Regions from separate parts of the Gossypium hirsutum genome. Here all the other regions are linked to region 3. A link is a contact called in public Hi-C data. All regions are on one chromosome and are shown on one strand. Each heading gives the region's core, a stretch centred on a gene start, on an enhancer-like site or on the middle of the called end of the contact. The rest is flanking DNA. Distances are from core to core; before and after follow the strand shown. Region 1 holds the start of LOC107901022 (fatty-acid-binding protein 2). Region 2 holds the start of LOC107901028 (mannosyltransferase APTG1). Region 3 holds the start of LOC107901025 (phosphoinositide phosphatase SAC3).

What was found. Hi-C and Micro-C count contacts between places; a contact is called where the count stands out from the background.
Region 1: a contact with region 3 is called in a Hi-C map of leaf, with 2.6 times the contacts expected there. The contact joins the promoter of LOC107901022 here to the promoter of LOC107901025 in region 3. A contact is called at or near these places in 10 of 34 Hi-C or Micro-C datasets (anther, callus, hypocotyl and 1 more).
Region 2: a contact with region 3 is called in a Hi-C map of leaf, with 2.7 times the contacts expected there. The contact joins the promoter of LOC107901028 here to the promoter of LOC107901025 in region 3. A contact is called at or near these places in 6 of 34 Hi-C or Micro-C datasets (hypocotyl, leaf and petal).

Annotation. Positions count from the first base shown.
Region 1 is chrD06:15,936,573-15,939,272 of Gossypium_hirsutum_v2.1, reverse strand. It overlaps LOC107901022 (fatty-acid-binding protein 2), which reads left to right and starts at 1,436. Exons shown (of 11, transcript XM_016826838.2): 1 at 1,436-1,653; 2 at 2,198-2,700. The coding sequence starts at 2,313.
Region 2 is chrD06:15,576,282-15,578,981 of Gossypium_hirsutum_v2.1, reverse strand. It overlaps LOC107901028 (mannosyltransferase APTG1), which reads right to left and starts at 1,260. Exons shown (of 10, transcript XM_016826850.2): 1 at 406-1,260; 2 at 1-161. The coding sequence starts at 132.
Region 3 is chrD06:15,789,273-15,791,972 of Gossypium_hirsutum_v2.1, reverse strand. It overlaps LOC107901025 (phosphoinositide phosphatase SAC3), which reads left to right and starts at 1,406. Exons shown (of 16, transcript XM_016826843.2): 1 at 1,406-2,193; 2 at 2,367-2,571; 3 at 2,664-2,700. The coding sequence starts at 2,080.

The DNA.
Region 1 (2,700 bases), core at 187-2,686, 150 kb before region 3:
TTATTTGTTTCTTTTAGGTTTTTTTTACCAAAATAATATAAAATAATTATATAAATACTAAAATGGGATAAAAGTAGTAATATTTACGAATCTAGGTAGGAACTACAGTGAAAAATCGGTGTCGCTTGACCAATCGGCAACACCCCTCTCCCCAGCCACCGGTCACATCAGGTTTTAAAAAAATAATTTTTTATAGGTGTCACCTGGTCAATTGGCGGCACTGAACTAAAATGTGATGACCTTAAATATTTAGGGGCCTAATATGTAAATTTTCCATTTTGATTGAAAAGCTTTAAGGGTGCCGCCTGAAACCTTGGTAGCACCAAACTTCAAAAGGGTAAACTGCTTATTAACCCCTTTTTATTTATTTTCTTTTTATTTCCCTTCAACACAAAAAATAGAGTGGCCTATTACCAATTAGCCCAAAAAGTTTTTTCTACTAAAAAGTATTTTTTTGTAAAAAAAGCCGATTTTAACTGGAAATAAAGTTAATTTATTTTTCGAAAAATATGTTTTTCAAATTATTTTATTCCAGTTCGAATAATTTTTCGAAACATAAATAAAATTTATTTCCAGTTGGAATAAGCTTTTTTACAAAAATACTTTTTAGTAAAAAAATATTTTGGACTAATTGATAAGATGCCTCTCTATTTTTTGTGTTGAAGGGAAATAAAAAGAAATAATAAATAAGAAGGGTTTATGAATCAAATTATCTTATTTGAGGTTTGGTGTCACCAAGCTGTCAGTTCGTACCCTTAAAGCTTTTTCAATCAAAATAAAAAATTTACATTTCAGGTCCTTAAATATTTTAGGTCATCGCATTTCAGTCCGGTACTGTCGATTAACCAGGCCACACCCATAAAAAATATTATTTTTTAAAAATTTGATGTGACCGGTGGTTGGGGAGACGGGTGCCGCTGATAGGTAAGGCTGCACCGATTTTTAACTGTAGCTCCTTCCTAGATTCATAAATATTATTACCTTTATCCCATTTTAATATTTATTTAATTATTTTATATTATTTAAGTAAAGAAAAAGAGTTTACAAATATAATTATAGGTTCAATTACAAATACAAATCGGATCAATTAGAACTAAAACAAGAAATCAGAACAAAGCAGAGACAAACTAAAAATTAAAATATATTCGTACCTAAATCAGAATAAAATTGTAGAAATCTATACATAATAAAATTTAAACTCAAAATAATAACATTTACCCGTACCTAAGACCTTTAATATTGCATTATCTAACACTACTAAAACGTCATTGGTGAACTTTATTTGTTTAAATAATAAAGGGTTAATTGGAACCGTCACTAGTTAATTAATTGAGTGGGAATTTGTTACAATATAAAGTGGGGGCCAAACCGTCACCGTCACCAAAAAGTTCAAAATAAATAAATAATATTTTTATTAGTTTTCCACTTTTGTCCTTCCCATAGCTGTGAATCACTGTGGCTTCGTTTTCTTAACCTTTTGCCTATTTCCCCCCCTTGACACAGCATATTCCTTTCTCTCTCCCATCAAATAAAAACCTCTTTGAAAAAATAACGAAAGAATTTTTTTTTTTTGGAAAAAATAACCCTAATTTCCGTCTCCGTAATCTGAATCTCTTGATCTCCACATGCAATTTTCTTTCCTTGTCATTTAAGGTGCGTTCTTCACGTTTCATTTTCTTTGCATTTTCGGTTTTCTTTTTTATGAAATTTTTGATCCAAAAGAAAGAAAAAAAAAAAGAAGTTTGTTAAATTTTGCGGTTTTCAACTTTTTTTTTCTCGAAAATTTTGTTGATGTTTCCTGTTAAAGAATGTATTTAGAATTATTTACCTTTCTTTTTTTCGGTTGCATTTGATGAATTTGGAGTTAGCATTGCTTCTATTGATTACCTTCTTTCTTTTACGGCTATATTTTTTTTATTCATTTTCTAGGAACAAAGATTACTTCTATTAATTATAAAAAGGAAAAAAATTACCATTCATTGTACCGAATGTTAAATGAATTGCTTTAGTCATTTTTATTCAAAAATACATTGTTGGTTCCTTTGGCTTCTCAATTATTTATGCTTAGGTTTTGTACGTTTTTACTATTATCATTCTTCTTCTCATCAAAGGGTAATTCTATTTACTAAATGCTTCCTTGTTCTTAAATGGATCATAATTGAATTCTAATTGGATCATCATTTTTTTTTCTCTGTAGGTGCTTTTTTTCTCTAAGGGTGGTAAACTTTACCACCCAATTTGCTCAGTTCAGAAAAAAAAAAAAAACAAAAGGTTAAGGTTTCTGGATTGGGCATATAGCTGAAGTCCAAAGTATGCGGAATACTTGGTTGTTTTTCATGGATTTAGATGGAGGAGGGTCTCCATATATTTTTCCCATGGAGCCCTTTGTTTCTAATGGTTTGGGAGCTCACTTGTTTTCGCAGTTTAGTTCGTTTGTTGACAGCTCTTTGTACCATTCTAAACATTTGTATGTACCTGGTAGTCTCGCATTTCGAGAAGCTTTTAGTTGTATGTCGAAGTTTACAGGGGCTATACTGTTTTGGTTCTCTAGTATGTCAACTTCGAAGTTGAGTAGGGATATATCATCTGGTAATCAACGTGGTTTGGAATCTAGGAGTTGTGAATCTTCAGTTCTGGTTAAGCACATATTTTCTTGTAAGAATAATCTTGCCGGATATCGGTTTGCCTCTGATTCAAGAG
Region 2 (2,700 bases), core at 11-2,510, 210 kb after region 3:
ATTCAGCATTCGAAATCCCAAACAAGTCAAGAATACATCCTTTGAAGAATATGGAGATTTCTTTTGTGGTTTTGCTTCAGCATCAGACAGATTTGGATGCTTAATTGAAGAACCATTCTTTCTCTGTCTCATTTTTATGCTCTTCAGCTGCGACTGCAATACTGAATGTTTCATTGGATATCAAAATTTTAAACCAAGGGAAAACAGATACCACCTATGAAAACCGACACAACTTACCAAGCAAAATCAAACCTTTTTATTTCCCAAAATCAATCAGATAAAGCCCCTCTCACCAAATCACTGATAAAATATACCAACAATCAAACAAAAAGGAAAACCTAGAAAACAAAGAAAAATCTAATCTAATCTAACCTAATTAAGAAAAATTGCTTTAGAAAGTTATACCTTTGGAAAGGAATTAACATTAAAGGAAGAACAGAGGCAAAAGCACCACCATCACCACTCAGAACCACCGTTGAACGTGTAGGGGCTGCGCGCATGTGCTGTGCCTTTTTCCTCACCTCACCTCCTCCCTGCCCATGCATACCCTTGCATTTTCCCCTTCAAGTACCATCAATCCACCCTCCTAATGTCTATATATTTTTCCCCCTCTTTAAGTCCCTCTCCCTTCGTTCACCAACTTCAACCCCTACCTTCCATCATCTGTCAAAAATCTCCCCCTATCAAAACCCTAATTATCCCAATCACAAATCCAAAAACCTAAGTTCCTTCGACCGTGATTCTCCCGTTTACCCAATCTAATTCAAACCCAGATATATCCACCCCGTTCGATTCATTAAACTGCCTTTCAATCTACATAGTCAGGGACAGCAAAAGAAAAGGTGGATCTGAGTGGAACAAACAGAATCAACAACCTAATTAAAGTTCAAGATGGTAAAACCTCCCCTTTGTTTGTTATGATCTGTAATTCTTTTCTAAATGATTTTTCATTATTAATCACTAATTCTTGTCTAGTTAATATATGATTGTCTTAAAAAGGAATCTCAGCAGCTCTATGAAAGAAAACTAATGCCATAATGTAAAGGCATAACCATTACAATCTTATTCCGTGGCTCATCATAATTGTTCGGTTCAATAGATTATCCTATTACAGGTTTATTTCATTATTTCATTTTAGACTTATGTAGAGAAATGATGTAATTTTTATTCTATCTCCTCTCCATTGATAACTGATTCGGTGCTTAAGGAGACCATCACCTCAAAAACGTTTTATCCCTATTATATGTCTAAATGTGAGGATTGTTGAGTGCCAAGAATTCAATCAAGGAATTTATTACAATTATTTTTGCTTGTACTGTTTCAATTCCACCAAAATTTTCAGGTGTTAGTAAACATGGACACTACTAGAAAATGCGATTGCATCCTTATTCTTCTTTTGCTTTGGTGCTATACATATTCACACATTTTGTTTACTAAGTAGATGGTATTCTTATCCTCCACAACTGTGTCTGGCTAACCCGAGTAAATACCATGTGTTGAGGATTTTGAGTTGAAGGTCATGAATCCTTATGGACAGACCAAGGTAAGTGTTAGTGTCACGGGACTAGACCTTTCATCTCACGATCCGTGCGGCCTTAGGCGATCCGTTCGTCCAAACTCGCCTAAGTCAGCATTTACTCAAGTGATGATTCTTTTAGAACTCCTCCAAGGCACCAATTTGTATAGCGAAGCAATTTATGCCAAAAGAAGCCACAAAATAACAATAGAAAGAACGCACGAGAGGTGTTTGAGTAAATTCTCTCTATATTCTTTTATTAAAAAATAATAATGAAATAATGAATGGAGTGAGTACAAATGAGGGGAGGCTCTCTATTTATAGTTGAGCTCCCAAAATCGACGGTCAAGATTAAATTACATCGATAGACGAGATTAGCCTATCCTTTGATTTTAAAGATTTACAAGATTACATCAAATCATATCAAAACTAATCTTTACAAGATATCATTCCCTATTAATATTTAAATATTAGTTCTCATACTTATCAAGATAGCCTAAGTTATCATATCTTCATTATCGGGCCAACCAGGCTTCAATCTGACAGGCTTCTCCAACAGCTTACTGAATTGGGCCAGTTCTTGCGGGCCAAATGATCCCCATCTAAACAATAGACTTCCATTGGATGCATTTGGTGCGATGGTCACGTGCTTTGAACTTTGACATGTGACACTAGTCTGTTCCAAAATGTTTATTTTCTTAATTCACAATAATTGTACATTTATTGTATTTAATAGATAAACTTTTCCTTATATTTACCAACTTTTCCTTGAAGAAATTGCAAGAGATATTCAGAAGGCTAAACCATATTAGTGTATCATTTTACTGCGTTACTTCAATCCAGTTGGTGCTCATGAGAGTGGTAAAATTGGTGAAGATCCAAAAGAAATCTTGTGAAAAATAGAACGTCGATAATGAAAATGTATCACAAAGAAAAGAGAAAAAAAAGAACACACAAATTTTACGTGAAAACCCTTTCGGAAAAATATCACGGGTAGAGGAGAAGATAATTCACTAAGTCAAATTCGAATAATTACAAGAGAAGTAGACTATGTCTATTTATAGGCTTGTAAAATCATATTCTAATAGAAGTGTAGTAAGATTGAAACACCTTATTTTAATCAATATCAAATAGATGGAGTTTAATAAGGTTTAAAAAACCTTATTCTAAAATAAAATAAAAAA
Region 3 (2,700 bases), core at 157-2,656:
GTGAACTCGAGTGTGTTGAAGCGTATTATCCTCCTATATATGGGTTGGGGAGAGATTATGGGTAGTTCTAGGCATATTACATAAAAAAGAACAGATATGATCAGAATGTATAATGAGATTGTTCAAAAATAAAAAAAAAACACTAAATTTATAATAATTAAGTATAAATGTTATGCGTAGGTAAATTTTAAATTATTTAAAAATTAAGTTTGAGTTTGTGTAAATATTCTACAATTTTTTTTCTAATTTAGTTTCGGATAAATTTTGATTATAAGTTAGTTGTATTTATATTAAGTTTATTTTTATTTTAATGGATGGAATGTATATTATTTGTGATTGTATTCCTAGATTTCTTCAATAATAATAGTTAAAAAAACAATAATACATATTGGCATCATGATAAATTTAGCCTTAATGTTTACATTATTTGTCAATTTAGTTCTTCTTATTATTCTAGTTAAATTTGTCGTTAACAATGTTAAAATAGTCAAATTATATTTTTAACAAAAATACTAATTAAAACATTAGCCTTTTAACGATGTTAGCGTGATAGCTCACATGATAGTTTACGTGTACTTGACACTCCAAAAAATAATTTAAAAATATTCAAAAAATTAAAAAAAAATTGTAAAATTCCAAAAATTTAAAGTTTTAATCAAGATTTTTGTTAAAAAAAAAGTAATTCAACTCTCTTTAAAAGATTAATAATCAAATTCAACTTTTTATACAAAATTGAGGGCCAAATTGTTTTTTAAAAGTGACAAAAAATATAAAACTTAAGGGTTAAATTTATCATTTTGCCTTAAAATTCAAAATTTAACTATTTAATCAACTATTTCAATTTAACAATGGAAGTCTAATTGATATGATAGAAAAAAAATCTCTTAAATTAGATGAGTAAGTACTTTTATATTCCATATTCAAGAATCAGGACTATCCATCCTTTTAATAATGTCATCTCTAAGGTTCGAACCTAAATTTTCTCTTTAAAGGTGCAATGTGCCTTACCATTATTTGTTGATAACTTTAGTTACTTTTTTTCTCAAATATTATTCATAACTTTCTATTACCAAATATGACTTAAGAATTACAATGCTAGTTGAACACGTTTAGGAAAATTAAAATTTATTAAATAACAAAAGAGAATGTAATTAGTGTACAAACACACCACCAACTAGATTCAAAATAAAGATGTTTACATTTCAAATTGGACATTGGATGCATTGGGATTTAGAAAATACACGTAATCGCAATCAAAGCTGAAAAGAGTAAATTTAAAATGTGTGAGAAGTAGAGGGAGTGAAAGCAAAAGTAGAGGGATGCACAAGGGTGGAAGAGGGGAATAATATAATTAATTAATTAGGCCTTTCTTGATATAGTTTTAAACACGACATCATCATGATTAAGAGGAAATAAAAAAAAAAAAAAAACAAAGAAACCCAGCTCCTACATCACTAATATTAACCTAGCAGCTACCTTTTCATCTAAAATAAAAATAAACTCTAAAAAATCTCGATCTTCCCTTCTTTTATAAACTTCCAATTTTATTTTTATCCCGCTGCACAGAAGAAAAAACGATAAGGTTCCCCTTTTTATATGTAAAAATGATATATAAATACAATCTTGTTTAATTTTATTTTCGATCTCTGTAATTTCGCCCTGATTGGAGAAGGATCACAAATCATGTCGAATTTGGGGTAAATTCGGCTTTGACATTTGGGTGTGAAGGGGAAGATACTTGGAGTTAGGGGTTTAGGAAAGGTCGGTCAAACGTCCTTAGCCAGGTCTCCTGAGTTTCCCGTTTTCTTGTTGCTTCTTTCGATTTGCAAAGAAGATGCTGTATTTGAAGCAGCCAAGCTCCATTATTTGCAAAGGAGGACCGATTGTGGTTTGGCAAGAATAAGGTAAATTTCCGAATTGAGGTATGGATTTTTCTCTCAACGGAAACCAAAGGTAAATAGCGAGAAAGTTCCATCTTTAGTGCATGCTCTTCTGATAAATTCCCTGAGCCTGGGGCTCGGGGGGGAGATCTGAACCTGAAATTGAAAAATAACAACGGTGAGGAAAAAGAAGCTTACCATGGAATCCTCCGCTGCAAAATATTGCTGCGATAATATTAACAATCATGGGAGCTCCTCCCAATCTCAAACTTCTACATTTATGCAGAAATTCAGACTCTACGAAACTCGATCGGTAATTTTTTCTTTCATTTCTGTTTTTTAATTTTTTTAATTATTTATTTGTTTGCTTTGATCTCATTGTGATATCTTTAATTTTCGTTGTTATCAACTTGATTTTGATGTAATTTTACTGAAGTATATTTGTTTTGATGTTGAACTTATTTTTATTTTGGTGTTTGTGTACAGAACTTTTATATGATTGGAAGGGATAAGAGTAGAACTTATTGGAGAGTGTTAAAGATAGACCGGCTTGATCCTTCCGAGCTGAACATTCGGGAAGACTCTACCACGTATACAGAGAGTGAATGCTCTGAGTTGTTGAGGCGGATACATGAAGGAAATATATCCACCGGTGGATTGAGATTCGTTACAATTTGTTATGGCATTGTTGGTATGGATGTTGAAATTATGTTATGGTTTTAGGAGTATTAATTTTATTCAAATGTTGTTAATCTAATACGTAAAAATTGTTCCATGTTTTAGGGTTTATTAAATTTTTGGGGCCTTACTATATGCTGCT